Regions from separate parts of the Mus musculus genome. Here region 1 is linked to region 2. The links are chromatin contacts, called in public HiChIP or PLAC-seq maps. All regions are on one chromosome and are shown on one strand. The core of a region is the stretch at or near the end of the contact, and the rest is flanking DNA. Distances in the headings are between cores, read along the strand shown.

Region 1 (3,145 bases), core at 626-3,125, 120 kb after region 2:
AGTTGTCCTCTGACCTTCAAATACATATGATGGCACATGTATCCTGCCTGCTAATAACAAGAGATTAAAAAGTTAGAAATAAATTAAAAGACCCTTTAATTTCCAGAATTTAAATTGTGAAGAAGTGACAGTGCTTTGTTTCTGTTGCACCAACCGTACTCAGCACTGACTTACATGGATGCAAGAAATCTTGGGCACTGCCTTGCATGTGTGTACACATATGTGTTCATGCGTATGTCTCTCTCTCTCTCTCTCTCTATGTGTGTTTGTGTGTGTGTGCGTGTACCACAGGTCAATGTTGGGTTTCTTCTTTATTGCTCTCTACCTTGCCAGTTGGCCAGCAAGCCCCTTGGATCCTCCTGCTCTGTGGTCCCAATGCTGGGATTGTAGGCACATGTAGAAAGAATGAAGAGTTCCTTGTTAATGGATGAATGTAAGATGCAATCACATTGAGTGCAAGACTTGTTTAAGAAGATCGTGTCTCTGTGTTAAGCTAGACGCAAACACTGTACCATAGTTGAATGTTGCTTTAATTTTCATATTTGCCTGGAATTACTTTAAAATTCAGTTGTCATATATAGTTATATATTTTATATATAATTAGAATATTCCTACAACAAACAGTAAACATTGGCTTGCATTATTTACAAGTAAACCAGGCAAAGCACAGCTTGATGATTCATTCAGTGGCTGAGGCCAAGAATTGAAACTTTTAGTTTGATTGTAAGATTGTAAGAATTGAGCTTTTAATTAGATTGCTTGCTCCTTTCTATCCTTATTTGATTTCCTTGCCACATGCCAATTTTAGAATTATTTCATCAGTAGTTGCTTTCTCTCTGTTTTAATTTTCATGTGTACATGCACATGAGTTTGCACGTGTGTGTGTGTGTGTGTGTGTGTGTGTGTGAGAGAGAGAGAGAGAGAGAGAGAGAGAGAGAGAGAGAGAGAGAGAGAGAATGAGAATGGAGAACAGAGGTTGATGTCAGGGTCTTCCTACTTGATTACTGAGACAAGGTTTCTTTCTGTTTGAGCCTAGCACTCTCTGGTATGTCCATTCAGCTTGTCTTGGGATCTCCTGTCTTTGCTGCTCAGGTACTGGGATTGTAGGCTTCCTGTCCCATTTTACGTGGGTTCTAGAAATATGAGCTTTAGTTCTCAAATTGTGCAGCAAGTAGTGCATCCACTGAACTATTTCCTCTGCCCAAGTTGTTTTCTGGCCTTGAGCCATGGTGGAGAATGACCCCAATTTTAAATAACCCATGAAATCCTAGAAAACAGAACCATCCATATGGGGAACTTCACAGATTCACATTATCCCAGACGCTAAGCTGCTTCCATTGTTAGTAGACTGTGATGGTTTGTACATGGTATGTTTGCTTTGGAGTTGCTTCAATTTTCCAAGGACACAGTGGGTTTGTAAAAACAGATTATTAGTGATAACCCGGGACCACTTCTGTCTGAAGTATTGGGTGGATGTGGCAGTTGGGATGCATATTTCCCCCCTGTGAGGGTCGCCTGTTCCTAAGGCATGACAGTCTAGGGATTGAGTCCCCTCAAAGATCAGCCTCTCGGTTGTTTGAATATTGTATAGCATTGTTGTCTTGATGCATCTTCATACTTCACACCCAAGATCTTGACTTCTAGGGGGGAAAAACGGAAAGAAAAGGAAAGGAACCCCAGGGGCTAATCATAACAATTAGCTAATGTGTCAACAATTAGCGCTTTCCATCAACCTGCTCTGAAAGCAGTCTCTTCTTATCCTCACACAGACAGGAATGCAGTGATGTAGTTAAGAAAAGCAGGGGAGCTGGCTCCCTGAGCCCACACTGTAGCCAACTCAATCCCTAGGGCATTGTTTACAGTGATTATTCTGCCATTATGATGTTATTGCATAGGCGGAGGGGGCAGTCCTATGCTTAAAATAAATCCAGTCCCCCCCAGTCCCCACCCTGTCGACAAAAGGCAAAACAAAGCAGTCAAAGGAAAAAAAAAATCCCTGTTTGGCTGCTTTTGGAAAAGTAGAAGAAAAACTACTGTGAAAGGTCAGCCAGTTACAGGACTTGAGTGCTTAACTGGTAAATATTTTAAAAAAGAGTGTATTTAATATTTTACCGTTTGGAAAACTTTCAATGGGTTTTGGGTCCAGCATAACTCAATCACGTTAGGATTTCAGAGGTCTCTTGTGGGGATTTCTTTACAATGGATACATTATATTTGGTGACCATCTATACCACTTCTTGGTCGAAATATGTTTTAACATCTTTTATATAATCCTTCTAGTAAAACAAGAACTTTTATACATACCTTTCATAAGAACCCCACAGTACTTTAAAGAGGCCCATATATCTATGTAAATACCACGGGCTTGTCTTAAAAACAGCCTTAGAACAACTTGCAAATCCCTGGTAGCAGCTCAGAATCCTAAGGGTAGGAGTATTTTTTTCATTAAAACTGGAATTGCTCTTCAGTCAGCTCTGTGAGCCCTTGCAGGCTGCTGTCAGAACACAGAGGGTGGAAGCTAACCCCACAGACACATGCCGGCCCAGCTAAGTGGTCTACCTGTGACCAAGGCCACTGATGGCTTCTGACAGCTGGGGATGCTGTCGTTGAACAGGGAGGATGAAGGAGACACTGGGTTGTCCTGCGACACTGACGCTTGGCAGGCTGGATGGGGTCTTATTCCCATGTTATTGGTGATGGAGGAACACATGTGAGCCACGGGCAGCTGGGAGACAGAGGGAGACACTGAGCTTCTGCAAGCAGGTGCTTGGGGATCAATTTCAGGAGGGCTTCCCAGAGGACCTGGAGAGCTGGTAGTGGGTCTCCAGCTGGAGAAAGGTTACAGCAATGGTTGTTTTTCTCTGGCACTTTAGGAAGCTGGGTGCTGTCAAGATGTCAGACATATGTGCGAGACAAGATCCAAAGCAGATCTGTTTTATTTATTTAATTCCTCCCCCCTCTAATCTACACATAATAGTTCTCAACTAACATTCTCTGAGTTGAGTTTCAGAGCTTATCTCTTCTAAGAGTGCTGGTCCCTAGGCTGGCTGTAACAGTATCCCCAGTGAATGTGTTTGAAATGCAGATGTTTAGTTCCTCCACAGGCCAGCCAGCATTAAACAAAAGCCCTGGTTTACTTTAATGC
Region 2 (3,448 bases), core at 686-3,185:
TTCTGGGGATGGGGGCGGGGGGCAAACAATTCTAGGTGCTGAGAGCTGGGATCCTCTTGGGTTGTCCCCTGTGTTCTGGCCCAAGTAATGCTCCTCACAAAGTCTCTTACAGACGAGAAGCTGCTGTATGAAGCCCTTGTTTGTTCGCCTAGAACTTTTCCCTAAAGAATCTGACCTCTGCAAAACTCTAGAACCTCACACCCCCTTTCCTAGGAGAACATTTGCTGGTCAGAAGGAGGTCGCTCCTAAACAGAGTAGCTAGTAGATTTTGGGGAAGATTTTTAGAGTAGTAGACCTGTATCCATACAAGCAGTAGTAGCTTTGCACATATTAAAAGTACCAACACACACACACACATACACCTGCATGCAGTAGGCCACTAGAGCTCTAGTAGGTCTTGTAAAATCCCAGGTGCCTCTGTGGGGGAGGGGAGATGGAGATGGCAGGATTCCCTGGGATTCATGTGTGTGTGGGCTCCAGCATTTTCTCCTCTGGAAGCTGTTTTCACTCCGGTTCTCTGCCATTTCCTCCTTTACTTCCCCTGTCTCTCCCTCATATTTCAAGGTTACACATCTGTCTCCCTTGGGAGCTGTAGCTTGGTTCTCTAGGGACCTGTATCTTATGTCTGAATGCTCCTGGAATTACACAGCTCTGGGGAGGGAAAGGTGGTGGGTATTCTTAGATGAGGTAGGTCCTGTAAGCTTGGCCACCGAAGCCCCTGGGAATTGAACCTAGATATTCGCTCTCTCACAACCGCAGTCTGAGCTCAAACTAAATGAATACCAACAGGTGCAACTGAGTTCCCAACAACCCTGCTCGTCCTTGCTCTCTCAGAGGAGAGACCAGGACTTTCCTGCTTCTTCCGACTTGAGTTTTAGGATGGTAGCAGCACCGCACGGAAAAGATGGCAATTTTCTTTTATGGTGTCTGGCAGGATTTGCAGCAGATATTAATGGAGACATAAATAGCACGTGGAAGGTATTGAACACAACTGTTTAATGCAAGAAGGTTGTACTAAGAAAAATCCATACTGAGTTGGGAGTGATTCATACCTTGAACACACCTAACCCCTTGCGCCTTCATTTCTGCCTGCACACTTCATTAGTAAATTCTGTAATTAGGCACATTTCAACAATGTACGTTTTGTATTTTCTAGGTATGCGTATGGAATTTCCCCCCTTCCTCCTTCTGGTGACCCCAGAGGTTGTAGGTTTCAGTGAGTGAGTGGAAATGGCAGGCGGGCTGGGTAGCAGCAGGAGGCCGGAAGGTGCCGGCCGACCTTAGGCAAGGCAGGAGGTCTTGGATGTCAAATGTTCAGCCCGGCGGGACCTGGGCATCAAGGGCGATTGTTGCTACTTGATGGAAACAGACTACTGAAATGTTCCTAGGATGGCAGCTACCGTTGGTATTACAGCTAAAATCGAGAACCGGTTATTCATCCAAAGCGGAAGCCCCAGGAACTTCAGAAGGAGAGAGCGGCAGCAAGGGCAGAGCTCTGAAGTTCAAGATGCTTCTCGCCTTCTGATAACACGTTCACGGTCCAGTCCTCAGCCTAGTTCTTGTGTAGACGGAAAGATTTATCCTAAAGTTTTTTTTCCCTCCTCCGCTCGGTTCCCCTACAGACAATGTAATTTATGGTGGAGAAAACATTAATAATAATTATAATGCAGGCTTATTGACTCCCACACAGACATAGTCCTCTGCCCCACGAATCAATTCTCTGTCCAAGACTTTTCATTTCTTTTCTTTTTCTTTCTTTCTTTTTATTTTTTTTCCCGTTTGGGCGAAGTGTCTGCTCCCCTCCAGCTCCCCGCGCTCGCTCCCCGCCCCCTGCCGCCCTCCCCGTAGCTCCCTTTCTCCGCCTCCTCGGCGATTGCCATCTGACAAGATCTCCAAATCAAAGTGATAAATCGCTCCAAACTTTTTTTGGCGGCGCTGAGATGTTGGAGGGGCGTCTAACGCGCATGTGCGAAGGTGTCCAAACTGACAATGCTAGAGATAGCGAGTGTGGATTGAGAGAAAGAGAGAGAGGGAGGGAGAGAGAGTGAAAGACCGAGTGTGTGCGTGTGTGTGCGTGTGTGAGACAGAGGAGAGAGAGAGAGAGAGAGAGAGAGAGAGAGAGAGAGAGAGAGAGAGAAGGGAGGGGGAGAGAGAGAGCAAAAGAAGGAAAAGATCCAAGAAAAAAAAAACCTAACCACCCAGCAGCGGCTGCAGGACTGGGCACAGCATGAGATCCAAAGGCAGGGCAAGGAAACTGGCCACAAGTAGGTGCAATATCCCTTTTCTATTGGCTTCCCCCCCTTCTCTGCCATCTTGCGTATCTGTGTCTAGCGCACGGGGAGAGAGCGCGGGCTGCTTTGGCGCGGGGGGCCTGGGGTGGAAGGCAGGCACAGCGCAGCCGGCAGCCGGAGCAACCTGCCGATTCCTGCCTCCGCGCCCTGGCTCCTGCTCTGGGCGCAGTGGAAGCGCGGTAGCCCTGAGCCCCGCACCAGGACCAGCTGTGGCAACTCCGGGGTGGGGGTGGGGGCAGCAAAAAGCTGGGAGGGAGGGAGGAGGGCGCGCGCGAGTGAGCGCGAAGGGGTGGGGGGAGAGGAGAGTGTGTCCCCCTCCCCTCCCTTCCCCCCCCAGGCGGGGGAGAGTCGCCTCTGGCCAACCAGCTAGTTCCCGGAGCGGGAGGAGGGGGGAAGCGGGTGGGGGGGGGGCGGGCAGGGGAAGGGCGCCTTTCTGAAGCTCTGTTTGTTTCTGGGGTTTGGGACGGGTGGCGGGCTCCGAGGGAGCCGCGGTGGCTGTGGCCGCAGCCGGCCGCGATGGAGTTGGGAAAAGTTGCGAGGCGGCCGCTTGCAAGTTGCGCGGGCGATCGGCGCTGCGCCTAGCCGCGGCTGCGGTAGTGGGCGCTGTGCGCTCGGTCCTTGTACGCGGCGGCGTGTGCGACGCGGCGGGAGCCCTGGGGAAGGGGAGGCAGGGGGGCCGGGGGGGACACGGTCCTGGGGATGGGTGGGGGGAACCCCGGCAGCGCCGAGCTCTCGGCTCCGCAGAGTCACTCGGCAGGTGGGGAGAGCGGAGGCCGCGCCGGCGTTCTCAGGCCCGGGCGTGGAGGGCGCGCGGCCAGCCGAGAACGCTGCTCCGTAAGGCCAGGAGGGCGCGCTCCGACCCGAGAAGCCCGGGCTGGCAGGGCGCCGAGTGACCCCCAGGGGGCGGGCTGCCGGAACTCGGGGCCACCAAGGGGGAGCAGCTCAGCCTGCCGTTCTCTTTCTGGGTGCAGCCGGGGTCCCGGGTCACTCGTCCTCCCCGGCGCCCTCTGTCTGCCCGGAGCGGAGCAGCCTCGGTCACGCGGGACTAGGGTAGTGGGGTTTGGGGCTATGGGGGACTAGACTACCATCCCCCACGCTTTCAGGGAAGGCTTGGGTGACACTCCAGGACAGGGTAGGGTGGGAAGGGTTGCTTAGCA

What was found. HiChIP or PLAC-seq counts read pairs in DNA pulled down with a chosen protein or histone mark.
Region 1: a contact with region 2 is called in an H3K27ac HiChIP or PLAC-seq map of heart atrium, with 5 read pairs. The contact joins the enhancer-like site here to the promoter of Mecom in region 2. A contact is called at or near these places in 3 of 484 Hi-C or Micro-C datasets (embryonic fibroblasts, myocytes and nephron progenitors), 6 of 115 datasets of contacts at active chromatin or transcription factors (embryonic hindbrain, embryonic midbrain, embryonic stem cells and 2 more) and 2 of 9 other capture datasets (adipose tissue and pancreatic islet).

Annotation. Positions count from the first base shown.
Region 1 is chr3:30,391,106-30,394,250 of GRCm38.p6, reverse strand. All of the region lies in intron 1 of Mecom (MDS1 and EVI1 complex locus), which reads left to right. Among named protein-coding and RNA genes, the nearest start is that of Mecom, 120 kb to the left of the region's middle. Within about 2 kb of position 1,875, at least 7 of the 459 cell types and tissues checked have an H3K27ac peak or open chromatin away from gene starts, as enhancers often do. A contact at or near this core is called in heart atrium, where this site is marked.
Region 2 is chr3:30,508,246-30,511,693 of GRCm38.p6, reverse strand. It overlaps Mecom (MDS1 and EVI1 complex locus), which reads left to right and starts at 1,935. Exons shown (of 16, transcript NM_001370769.2): 1 at 1,935-2,264. The coding sequence starts at 2,228.